Linked DNA regions of Sus scrofa: region 1 is linked to region 2. The links are chromatin contacts, called in public HiChIP or PLAC-seq maps. All regions are on one chromosome and are shown on one strand. The core of a region is the stretch at or near the end of the contact, and the rest is flanking DNA. Distances in the headings are between cores, read along the strand shown. Region 1 overlaps CBX5 (chromobox protein homolog 5). Region 2 holds the start of COPZ1 (coatomer subunit zeta-1).

Region 1 (6,364 bases), core at 2,921-5,420, 52 kb before region 2:
CAGAGACAGGAAATGTCCTATTCCAGGGAGAATACCCCACCCCCACCCCCACTCACCTTGGAATTTCCGGGAGCTGAGCAGTTTAGGTCAGAGCGCTGGGGTTAAAACCAGCCCCGGGTTAGATGCATGCAGTTAAGCATTGTGGCTATGGCCTCCCCTGCCTCACAAGGAAAAACAAGGATTTACATATGTGTTCTTCAGTTTGAGGGAGGAAAGAGGAAAATCTCCCTTTATACCTTCATGCAGAAGAGGAGCCCCAAAGGTAGAAGATGAATGGGGGTTCCCTCCTTTACCTACCGGATCGCCCCAGTTCTTTCTTTCCCTCTGGGCTAACAGGAGGGGCCTCCCCTCCCAGGTCTGGGGCTTGGCGGGCTGGCAGCTCCCCCGCCCCCACCCAGCTGCCTAGGCGCCACTGCGCAGCTGTCCCAGTCCATTGCCATGGCAACTGGCAGCAGTACTAGACTAGGGGGAGAAAGGCAAACGGAAAAGTTAAAAGGCTTAACTTTCCTTTTCAGTGAAGACTGGGTGGAGAAGTTGGAAGGTACCTCCCTTGGCCTCAAGGCTAAGGCTTCAGAGCTCTAGAGAACTGGCTCCAGGGTTTTAAACCCAAAACTTGTGCTTATTCCTTTAAGAACACTGGGAATTAATCAATAGCATTTTAAGATCAACTAACAGGATTATAGCTCAACTAGAAGGGGGGACCGCCAGGGAAAAGCTAAATCCATCTACACATGATCAGAATGAACTGCCCACCCCCTAATCCAGCCCTCCAGAAACATTTCAGACAAGGCCTTTTCTACCATCTGTCACTGAACAGTTAATTAAAATTGTTGGTGTGGGGAGGACCTGGGAATGGGAAGTATTTCAAAGATACTATACAACTTCCTTCTCTTGGGGGATTACTAGAAAAAGAAACAGATTCTGGAGACTTGAAGGGCTACCAAAGAACCTTTCAACTGAAATTAAGGCTAGGAAGAAATTTAATTAAGTAGATTTTTTAAAAGAGGGTAGAGGGAGCATCTAGTCATAACCATTACTGTTAAAACCACTTCTCATTAGTTGTTCTTTTAACTTTTTTTTTGGCCATACCCTTGGCATGTGGAAGTACCCAGGCAAGGGATCAAACCCAAGCCACAGGAGCAACCTGAGCTGCAGAGATGACAATGCCGTATCTTTAACCTGCTGTGCAACAAGGAACTCCTCATTAATTGTTCTTGTGATGTTATAAAACATATTTTAAAATAATTACTATGCACCTGGAACATTAAATTATATAATATAACTTAAAGCTTCATATAGTAAGGATTCTTAATACTTGAGAAAAGGAGAACTGAGACAAAAGAAATACTCAAGAGACTCGCAGTCCCATGAATTTTCTTTTTTCTTGGTCCTAAAGAATGTCTTATTTTTTTTATTTTATTTTTTGTCTTTTCTAGGGCCACTCCCGTGGCATATGGAGGTTCCTAGGCTAGGGGTCCAATCAGAGCTGTACCTGCCGACCTATGCCAGAGCCACAGCAATGCGGATCCGAGCCGTGTCTTCGACCTACACTACGGCTCACAGCAACGCCCGATCCTTAACCCACTGAGCAAGGCCAGGGATCGAACCTGCAACCTCACAGTTCCCAGTCGGATTCGTTAACCACTGTGCCACAACGGGAACTCCCCTAAAGAATGTTTTAGATCTCCAAAACACTGCCCTACTTTACAGACAGACATGGGTCTTTAGAGCTAGAGGCTGCTGTCACAGAAGATTAAGAAAAAGGGACAATCAAAAGCAAAGAATCCAGAGTGGCTCAGCAGGTTAAGGACCCAACATTGTCTCCGTGACGATGCAGTTTCAATCCCTGGCTTTGCTCCGTGGGTTAAGAATCTGGTACTGAGCTGCAGCACAGGCCACAGATGGGGCTTAGATCTAGTGTTGCTGTGGCTGTGGCACAGGCTGAGAGGGGCAGCTCCAATTTGACCCCTCGCCCAGGAACTTCCACATGCTGCAGGTGCCGATGTTAATTTTTTAAAAAAGCAAAGGATCCGTTGAGGAGAAAAATATAATCGTGACTATTTTGGCTATCAGAAGAAATACTAGGACATGAGAGCAAAGTGGACAGTTTTCATCCATAGAGGATTTCTTCAAACTTGAATAGACCCATAAGGAAATGTGAGTAAAAACTGCCCATTTCAACTCTTCCTAACTTTTTAAAACTTTTTGTAGATAACGGATATTTAAATAATGCCACAAGAATTAGATCGGGGTTGTGATTCTGTGATTAACTTGCCATGTGTGATGGTGAGTAAATAAATTTTAGCTCTAACCCCAGAATCACTAAAATGGACCAAATAAATCTCCATTGCCTATCTCCTAGAGAAAAAGTAAGTTTATATTGAAACCAAAGGGCCTTCAAAGAGAAGCTTTTGTAAAAAATATTACAGGACCTAATACAACAGAGGCAGGAAAAATGGGACCTTCCAAATTCCTAAGCCATTAAATCATATCACATGCAGTAACTCCTGCAGTTCAACATGTTCGTTAGACAGCAAGGAAGAACAGTGTCTTTGTTAACTAGGTGCTGGTAAACTAATAACCTTCAGAGAAAAGGCAGATACTCTTTCCCTCAAGGACAAAATTCTTTTCTTTTTTTTTTTTTTTTTTTTTTTTGGTCTTTTTGCTATTTCTTTGGGCCGCTCCCGTGGCATATGGAGGTTCCCAGGCTAGGGGTTGAATCGGAGCTGTAGCCACTGGCCTACGCCAGAGCCACAGCAACACGGGATCCAAGCCACGTCTGCAACCTACACCACAGCTCACGGCAACGCTGGATCCTTAACCCACTGAGCAAGGGCAATGACCAAACCCGAAACCTCATGGTTCCTAGTCGGATTCGTTAACCACTGCGCCACGACGGGAACTCCAAGGGCAAAATTCTTATTCCTTGAAACTAAGACAGGCATTGGAGATAGCAGAATGAAAGGGCTAACAGCAATTCTGTGAAGGGATAAAGGATAGGAAAAAATGACAGCAATATTAACACTTAAAACAAGTGAATTCAACAATAAATTGAATTTTCCCTAAAAAAAATCAGGAAATAAAGGGAGTTCCTGATGTGGCTCAGCAGAAATGAATCTGACTAGTATCCATGAGGACACAGATTCGATCCCTGTGGGTTAAGGATCCAGCATTGCTGTGAGCTGTAGGTCGCAGACGTGGCTCAGATCCCGAGTTGCTGTGGCTATAGTGTAGGCTGGCAGCTATAGCTCCTATTTGACTCCTAGCCTGGGAACCTCCATAAGCTGTGGGTACGGCCCTAAAAAAGAAAAAAAAAAATCAGGAAATAAAGAGCCAGATCAAGTCCTTCCTTCCCACTCTTAAGAACCGCCTAAAAGGCACAAGGCTAAGATCCCTCTCTCTTTGGGAAATGGGTTTTGTAACAGCTGACAAATCAAATTGGGCCTGATGCCAAGAGTCAGAGTCCAACCATAATATTCTGTAAAGAATGGCATGCAATTGTCTTGTAAATCTCCTGGACAGTCACAGATCAGAAGCTGGCAAGGATGACGACATAGTTCTGATGGAATGTGTCTTATCTTAACCTTGAAGTTACAGATCTGCTCAGGAGCAGCAGTAAGAAATGAGAAATGCACTCAGACATCGGAGGGGACATAATTCTCTTCTAGACAGCGTGACCCAGTGTATTAGGGTCAAATGAAACACAAAGCCAGACGGACAATTTAAGGGCTAGTGCCTGGACCAGATAAAGCATCGAGACTGGTGGTTCACGCTGAGCTTGGGAGGAGGGAGCTTTCCAGTGTGAGAAATGAGACATGGCTGGCAGGATGATGGAGTGATTAAGGTAGAATCTTGATACCATGACAGAGGAAGAAGGGCTGAGCCTCTGCACACAACCTTATTATCCTTGTAGAAATCTCCATGGGAAAGGGTGAGCAGCTTCTCAAGTTTCTAGTCGTACAGACATAACAACTCTTAGCCTTTTCTTAAACATACACAGGAACTCTCTGGTAAAGGCATCAACAACTATAGACAGTCCAGCAATTTAACTGCCCATCAGATCATGAGAAAGAGCAGGCAGGGTCCACCAACGCTTCACATAAATGACACAAGGCAAATTCACCTTATAGGCCTCAGAGCACTGGGGGAAAACACCTAAACCAGGGATCTGGTGAGAATTCAGCCTTGGACAAACATCAAAAAGCTTTGTGGTCAGGCACAGTCAGAACCCACATTCCAAGGTGATGACAGGAAACTTCTTTAACAGACGAATCTTCCAGAAAAAAAGGGGGGGTGGTGGTGAGGAGGTGAAGCAGAAAGAGAGGGATTAAAAACAAAACAAAACAAAACAAAACAAAAAAACCCACACATTATAAAGGTAAAAGAAAAAATGGTAAAAGTGCCAGTACTCAGAAATTACAGAAAGGTCATTATACAAAGTTGGCGCAATCCAGAAGAATGGAGGGATGATTAGCTATTTGCATTAACCAATCAATCCTAGAAGCAGAGAACCACCTACATGGGATCTCTGGTATCCCGCTGCTCTGTCTAGTTCAGGCTCCACTCTAGTCCCTCTAGTCACTAATTTTTTCTTCCCTCCCCCCAGTCACTATGCCAGCTGTCCTCGTGGCTTTTCTTAGATCTTGGTGTAGCACATACAAGCAAAAGCATATGGATATATATACACATATAATTCTATATCTTTCTCTAAGCTTTCTTTGTATTGTTTAAAAATGTCAAAATATATAATCACTGAGCTCTCTTCATTTTAGAGTTTTTTTGGGATATGGAAGTTCCCAGGCTAGGGGTCGAATTGGAGCTACAGCTGTTGGACTATGCCACAGCCACAGCAACACTGGATTCAAGCTGTGTCTGCAACCTACACCACAGCTCACGGCAATGCTGGATCCTTAACCCACTGCACAAAGCCAGGGATCGAACCCGCATCCCTGTGGATCCTAGTCAGGTTAGTTAACCACTGAGCCACAAAGGGAATTCCCATTTTAGAAATTTAACATAAATTCTCCAAGGCCACTAAGAAAGCAAAATCCTCTATAAAGAAAGCCATTCTAAAGAGCAGGAAAGAGCAAGGGCATATTAAAGGTCCCTATCACATTATTAATTAAATATGCCCATGATGGGTGACTTTAGTTGGTCCAGGCTTGATAAATTCCCATTTCTCCCCTAAGGCCCTTGATGAAACCTGTTGGCTTATATGAAGATTAAAGTGTCAGCTACAACACTGTCTTTAAGGCATCTTCTTTATAGCCATATTGTAGAAAATAAAACAGATGAAAAGAAACTAAATTTACAGAACCATTTTAATCTGGTCTAAGTTCTTTGCTCTTTATGGATCTACAAGTACCATTGGCTTTAGGTTTGTAATACATACAGCATAAAACTAAAATACCCTTTATAAAGATGTTTTCTTCCACTAGATTTATGATTTCCAAAGTATTAGGCATGTGGCACTTTAACAAAAACACAGTATAGAGATGCACATTACAGCTGTCCTGGCTGTCTCAGGTTTTGTTAAATGAGCTGATAACTATCACTCCACCTCCACCAAAAGCCTATGAGCACCCAATTCAAAAGGAGTTAAAAGCTTTTTAAATGTCTGTTTAAGAGACTGGATTAGGAAAGAGTTGAGGAGGAAGATTAACTGTGGTCGTTAACACCCCTATCATTAACAAGCCACAAACAGACAACACAAACTTTATTAATAGAGAGGAGTGTGGAAAGAGGAAAGGCTCTCCCTTGGCTAACACAGCTCCAGTTTGTGATTCTTTAAAAATCAGGCCAAGGCACTGTTTCAGCCAGTCACAGAATTATTCTGGGGCCAAGTATCCTATTTGTTGATTATCTAAGACTCTTGCTCCAGCGAGCAAGGGAGTAAAGAGACATTTGTTCTTTTAGATTAAAACATATAGATTATAAATAGAGATAAAGGCTGCCTTATAAATTTCACTTAGCTATACTGTCCTCCAAGCTCTGACCACCACTAAAAATATAAATGAAAGTGTATTACAGCAATTCTCAGAACTGCTCAAAAGTTTTAAGTATGGTTCACTGGAATATTTAGCAGTAACATACAAATTCTTGATGTCTTAAGAAAAAATGGGTAATAGCAACATTTGAGTAGATTACCATGAAACTTCAATTTTCACATACCACTCTGGCAGGTCATATTCACAAAATATGGAAGGGTTAAAAAAGAACTGAAATGTCCACCCCCAAATAAAATTATGGTCATAAGGTATTTTCCAAACAGCCATAAAATTAAAGACTATGCTTATCTAGCTTGTACACATTTTGGACATCAGCAGCTTAAGGGTTACCAGGGCCCCATCAGGTCATTTCAACA
Region 2 (6,453 bases), core at 1,955-4,454:
TGCAAGCTGCTGCACAGGTCACGGATGTGGCTTGGATCTGGCATTGCTGTTGCTGTGGCATAGGCCTGTGGCCACGGCTCTGATTTGACCTCTGGCCTGGGAATCTCCACATGCCATGGTTGTGGCTCTAAAAAGACGAAAAAAAAAAATTGTCAGTTACTCCATAAAGAAAGAGGTGCCAACCCCCTCCCACAACCCAAGCACATCACACAGTCTTCCTCCTCAGGATCCCTACAGAACATCTGGATTTGTAAAGGGGACTTCAGGCAGGACTGGGATACATGAGAAGCCACAAGTCAGAGTAGTGGATCATGAGTAAGAACGTGTTTTTATTTTTTTTTAAATTATAATAATAATAATTATTATTATTTTCTTTTTAAAGCCACACCTGCAGGATATGGGAGTTCTTTGGCTAGGGGTTGAATCAAAGCTGCAGCAGCTGACCTACACCACAGCCATAGCAACACCAGATCTGAGCCAAATCCACAAACTATGCAGCAGCACAAGGCAATGCCAGGTCCTTAATCCACTGAGCAAGGCCAGAGATCAAACTTGCATCCTCATGGATGGATATTAGTCAGATTCTTAAACTGCTGAGCCACAATGGGAACTCCAAGTATGTGTTTTTATTATTTATTTATTTATTTGTTTTGTCTGTTCAGGGCCACACTCGAGGCATATGGAGGTTCCCAGGCCAGGGGTTGAATCGGAGCTGTAGCTGTGGCCTATACCACAGCCACAGCAATGTGGGGTCCGAGCCACGTCTGCAACCTACACCACAGCTCATGGCAATGCTGGATCCTTAACCCACTGAGCGAGGCCAGGGATCGAACTTGTGTCCTCATGGATACTAGCAGGGTGTTAACCACTGAGCCACGACGGGAACTCCAAGAATGTGTTTTTAAAACCAGACCATCTATGCTCAAATGCATAGTTATCAATGAACAGTTGTATTGCCTTAAGTAAATTCTTTAACTGTTCTGGACTCCATTTCTGTCATCTTTAAAATGAGAGTAATAACCATTTACTTCATAACACTTCTAAAAATACATTAGGAAGTTCCTGTTTTCGTGCAGTGGAAATGAATCCTACTAGGAACCATGAGGATTCAGGTTCGATCCCTGGCCTCATTCAGTGGGTTGGGGATCCAGCATTGTCATGAGCTATGGGGTAGGTCGCAGATTCAGCTTGGATCCTGAGTTGCTGCAGCTGTGGCATAGGCCGGCAGCTATAACTCCAATTTGATCCCTAGCCTGGGAACTTCCATATGCCTAAGGTGAGGCCCTAAAAAAAAGCAAAAAAAAAAAAAATATATATATATATATATATATATAAAATAATGTGTTCAAAGATTTATCATGTGCCTGGCACATCATAAATGATCACTAAATGTTTCTTTTTTCTCTCTAGGGCTGCAGCTGCCAGCCTATGCCACAACCACGGTAACACCAGATCAAATCTGCATCTGTGACCTATGCTTGAGCTTGCTGCAACACCAGCTCCTTAAGCCACTGAGCAAGGCCAGGGATCAAACCTGCCACCTCAAGGATACTAGTTGCATTCTTAACCCACGGAGCCATAAGGGGAACTCCCAAGTAAATTTTAGCATTATCATTAAACTGCCAAGCCAAGGACTACCTTGTGATGCCAGGCAGGATGCTAAATGTTTGAATAATTCCCCATAGGAACAGATAAAAGCTAAAGCCCTGTTTCTTCCAGATTTGATGCTTGTCCCCTGGGACTTTAACAGAAAATCATATGCCTTTCTTCATAGCATATGTACTAACATAGCTCTGTAGTTTGTTTTGTATTGTTCTATACTTTTTTCTTAGGACATCTTACTCTACTCTGAAATTATTGGAAAAACTCCTAGGTTTGGATGTTCTTCTTGGAGAGTTTCTAAAGACATAATTGTTAGAGATGAGTGTGTGTGTGTGTGTGGTGGTGGTGGTGGCGGGGGTAGGAACACCCACAAAAACCTCTGGAGAATTTTATAAGGCAGCAGAAGGTGTCCCTGACCTAAGCAGGGGTCAGGGACCAAGGAACTGGGGAGTAAGGGAAAGCTAAACTTCATCAAAATCCTTCTCTATTGTGAAATCCATGCATTCAGTAAACTTCTCTTTTCTCATTTTGCAACGGGCTTGTCCCTACTGGAAAACCGCAGACCCTGCTCGCTCTACCCAACCTCATCCAGGATCCTTTATTCCTTTGTCCCTCCTACTCTTTCCTTGCTGGTCTCCAAAGCTCTAACATCCTGTTTCATGTCCGGCTAAAGAAAATGTGCTCTTAGGAGTTCTCTTGGTGGCTCAGTGGTTAACAAACCCGACTAGTATCCATGAGGATGCATGTTCCATCCCTGACCTTGCTCAGTGGGTTAAGGATCTGGTGTTGCCGTCAGCTGTGGTGTAGGTCGCAGACGAGGCTCGGATCCTGCGTTGCTGTGGCTGTGGCGTAAGCCAGCAGCTACAGCTCGGATTTGACCCCTACCTTGGGAATCTCCATATGAAGGATTTAGGGTGCGGCCCTAAAAAACAAAACAAAACAAAAAGAAAAGAAAAAAAGAAAATCCTCTTTTAGAAACTTCCTGGCTTCTTGTCCTTCCCTGGGTCTAGCAAAGTCTGGGACTCCACCTTAGGCAGATCGTTACTGCTGGCAATCAACTCCCAGCGGCCTTGGTGTTTATCTAGTTAACACCCTGGGCATCTTGTGGCTTTACTCTATGGCTGTGCAGACTTTCTGTGAGTATGCTGAAGAGATCTGAGTCTAATGAACAGTTAGTACTAGTACGGTTTGCCAAAGCAACCGTGGACATCAAGGACCTAATGGAGGCTCTGGAATGGGAAGCAGAGTAGGATTCCAAGAGCTGCCAGTGTTAAGGGCTAAAGAGACACAGCGCCCCCTAAAGGAAGTGCGAATTAAAGCTCCTAAATCCGGCCGACGATATCACGTGCCCTCCGCCCAGCCAATTGGAAATTAATAATCGCTTCCTCTGTTCCCCATGGAAACAACCCTGCCCCACTGACCTTCCCGCCCCATTCAGTCGTGAGGTTTTGTCGTTTTATTGAGTGTTTAAACTGACAATCAAATATCTGCGCCTTCTGGCTGGACACCTTGCTTCCGCTAAGCAAGCTAGTAAACTGATTGGTCAGTAAAGCAATAGCTGACACCTGGAAGTCCAATAGCCCGCAGGGTGGGCGGGGTCTAATAAGGACGTAAGGCCAATCAGCGGCGGCGTTGTCTTGGCGGCTCCACGTCGGCACCAGCTGCGGGGCAAGATGGAGGCGCTGATTTTGGTAGGAACCAGAGGGGCAGCCGAGAGGCTATGATGTCCCGAGGGGCCGCGAATCGGGATTCGACCTGAGTGGGAGGGGGTAGAAAGGGGAGTTCGGGTAATCCTCGGGGACCGAACGTTCTTGCCTTCCCCTGGAATAAACATGTGGCCTAGTGCAGTCGTTAAAGCCTCAGTTTAAAGTAGGAAGCTGTGCCGGGGAAAGGGCAGAGTCGGTGGAAAGTTGAAGGGAGCAAGCCCTTGGAGTCCTTAAGACTCATAGGATCATAAGCGTACTGGATTGGGGTCCTTCAGGTTCTCCCTGATTCTGAGCGTTGTAGATAATACCCTGATTTGAATTTCTCCAAATCTCCAGATTCGCCTGAAATTATAAGAATAGAGTGCAGGTGTTTGTCATCACACGCTCCTCTTGATAACTGATACATTTTGACTCTCTCTTGATAATTCAATTCCCTGTCACATTCCTTCAGGAAAAACTATTTTCTTCTTCGGTTTCCTTTTAATTCCTACTATATGGATTTGTCATGATAAAGAATCAGTATTCCATTAAAGTTCTGGAATACCTAGTAAAGTCAGCATGGATTATGGAATATTTTCCCAAACTCCTTATTCTGTTTTTCTTTTCCCTCCTTATTTAAACTTTGGGGATTCTTATTGTAGGATCTGGGATGCCAGTTATTCCTCTGGTTATATGAAAATTTGATGGCTGAAGGGTTGTGTTAGTTCCCTTGTCCATGAGATCCTTTTTACTTGCTCAAAAACAAATGAAAAACTGGGAGTTCCCTTCGTGGCTTAGTGGTTAACCGACCCGACTAGCATCCATGAGGGCCTGGCCTTGCTCAGTGGGTTAAGGATCCGGCGTTGCTGTGGCTGTGGTGTAGGCTGGCAGCTGTGGCTCCGATTCGACCCCTAGCCTAGGAACTTCCATATGCCGAGGGTGCGGCCTTAAAAAGAAAAAAAAAAAATACTGTTATCCCTTCTTTAGAACTAAATCAGAGCATTTCTTTCAAAATAATGCATGCCTCCCCCCTTAATTTTGCATTTTGAGAATGTTAACATATGTGTGTGTAGGTATTTAGCTCCTAGCTCCTTCCTTAATTGAGTCAAACTCTAGGTCTCTTTTTTGTCTTTTTTGTTTGTTGTTTTCTCCTTCAGCTCTCTTTAATCCAGATCTTCTTCAGGTAAAAGAGAATAACAAGTTTCATTTTCCTGCTTTCAAAATGCAAAGATATGATAATTCCTTCCGATTATATGGGTTGGTTAAGTGTAGGTAGGAAGCTTTAAAATCTGATCAGTTTTTAGTAAGATATTTTCTTTACTAAGCCGTCAACCCCTTAACAGACTGGGATAAATTCTAGGGAATTGGTGTCTTTGGAAGTTTTGAGAAATTTTTGGGAGTTCCCTAGTGGCCCAGCAGGACCTGGAGTTGTCACTGCTGTGGCATGGGTTCAGTCCTTGGCCTGGGAACTTATGCATACCGCAGGCACAGCCGAAAAAAAAGAAATGTTTCTTTTTGGCCACCTTGTGGCATAAGGAGTTCCAGGGCCAGTGCTCAGATCCGAGCTGCAGGTGCAAACTAAGCCACTCTTGTGGCAACGGTGGATCCTTAACCCACTGTGCTGGGCCAGGGATCAAACATGCATTCCAGGGCTCCCAAGAATCCTGTTGCATCACAACGGGAACTGCAAAAGAAATTTTTAGATTGCCCCCTAGATCTGTTTAGAAGTCTGCTTAGAGGTAAAGGAGTGAGGGAAATGATACTTGAGAAGACCTTTTGACAAGGGATCTCTTAACAAGTGGTGAATTGAGGGCATTATATGTGAAAGTTTCTGTCAGGTTTTCTCTTACCTCAGTCCTTGTCTCTCCTTCCTCTTTGTTTCCATATTCTTTATATATTTTTTTAGTTAAAAAAATTTTTTTTGGCCACCCCTGGGGGATGCAGAAGTTCCCAGGCCAGGGCTCAAACCCCCTTTATATCCATTTTAATCTATACCTAAGATGCCACCTTCATAGATCCTTGCTAACCTGGTCAGGTACCCCTGAAGTTTGCTTTAGAAACCTTACTGATTCTTTGTCATGAGGAACGTGTGTAACGTGGGGTTAGGGGAAATGGAGGTTTAGGAAAAAAGGCTTCCTCAAGGAAGCACAATGTCAAAACTAGGATTAGATTTTGATTCCCAATCCTCCCAGACCATGTCTCTCTGATGTTATCTCATCGTGGGCTTTCCCCCTCTTCAGTATGCCAAAGTGTACTTTCAACTATCAGTCATATAAAGCTTTGTCTGGGGACAAAGTACCACCAGGTATTAGTTCTTGTGCTGATCTCCATAGTTCTCAGGATATTAAACTAGTATTTTCCTTTCTCTGCGTCAGCTCTTCTCCACATTGTTTTTTTCCTCTTTACTATTTCAGTATATTTTGGACCCCCAATTAAGAATTTATATACCTTTCTCACCATTCTAGCCCTTCTCAGGTGGAGTTCCAGGGGAGAATGAAGCCCTAATGTCCTAAGGCGTTATCGTATGTAATGAATCAGTTCCTCTGTATCCACAATGGTACTGGTTTGGTAGTATCCTTGGGAGAAGTGAGAACAGTATTTAAAAAATCTTCAGTGTTCAGTGGTTCAGATGAGGAATCTGAGAATCAGGTGATATTTCCTAAATTTTAATTTTTCTTCTCTCCACACTCACATACTGGTCCACAGAATTTACCTCCATCTGGTTCAGAATCACCCTTCCTCCCTGTTCCTTTTAATCTCATCCCCTCCTCTGTCTACTCAGCAGCATCCCCTGATTCTTAGGTCACCATCTTCATGAAAAGTATGAAGAATTCACTGGAACTTAACCTTAGTGCCCTACTGAGCTAAAGAGTTTACTGTACCCAGACAGTATTTAACAAGCCACTCCCTAGAGAAGGCAGACAGCTTCTAGAGTTCCTTTAGGCTTCCTCCTCCCACATTTGTTTCCTGGTTCGCCTGGACCTTTGGGGAAATCTGATCAAAGCATATTCTTCTGTCCTCACCTCTGCAAGACATATAGCCATAGGATATTGAGAAGAAGGGAAGAGTGAGCTAGATGGGGTCAAGAAGAATCATCATTCAAAATTTGAGCTGAATATGGGAATTTCTAACTACCAGTAGGCTCCCTTCATTTAGGTACTTTACA

Evidence for each region. HiChIP or PLAC-seq counts read pairs in DNA pulled down with a chosen protein or histone mark.
Region 1: an H3K27ac HiChIP or PLAC-seq map of skeletal muscle shows a contact between it and region 2. The contact joins the enhancer-like site here to the promoter of COPZ1 in region 2. A contact is called at or near these places in 24 of 47 Hi-C or Micro-C datasets (adipose tissue, alveolar macrophages, blood and 14 more) and 2 of 2 datasets of contacts at active chromatin or transcription factors (alveolar macrophages and skeletal muscle).

What each region holds. Positions count from the first base shown.
Region 1 is chr5:19,466,786-19,473,149 of Sscrofa11.1, forward strand. The region is part of intron 1 of CBX5 (chromobox protein homolog 5); the gene reads right to left. Among named protein-coding and RNA genes, the nearest start is that of CBX5, 15 kb to the right of the region's middle. Within about 2 kb of position 4,171, at least 38 of the 83 cell types and tissues checked have an H3K27ac peak or open chromatin away from gene starts, as enhancers often do. A contact at or near this core is called in fetal skeletal muscle, omental adipose tissue, retroperitoneal adipose tissue and 2 more, where this site is marked.
Region 2 is chr5:19,519,363-19,525,815 of Sscrofa11.1, forward strand. It overlaps COPZ1 (coatomer subunit zeta-1), which reads left to right and starts at 3,205. Exons shown (of 9, transcript XM_001927549.5): 1 at 3,205-3,293. The coding sequence starts at 3,276.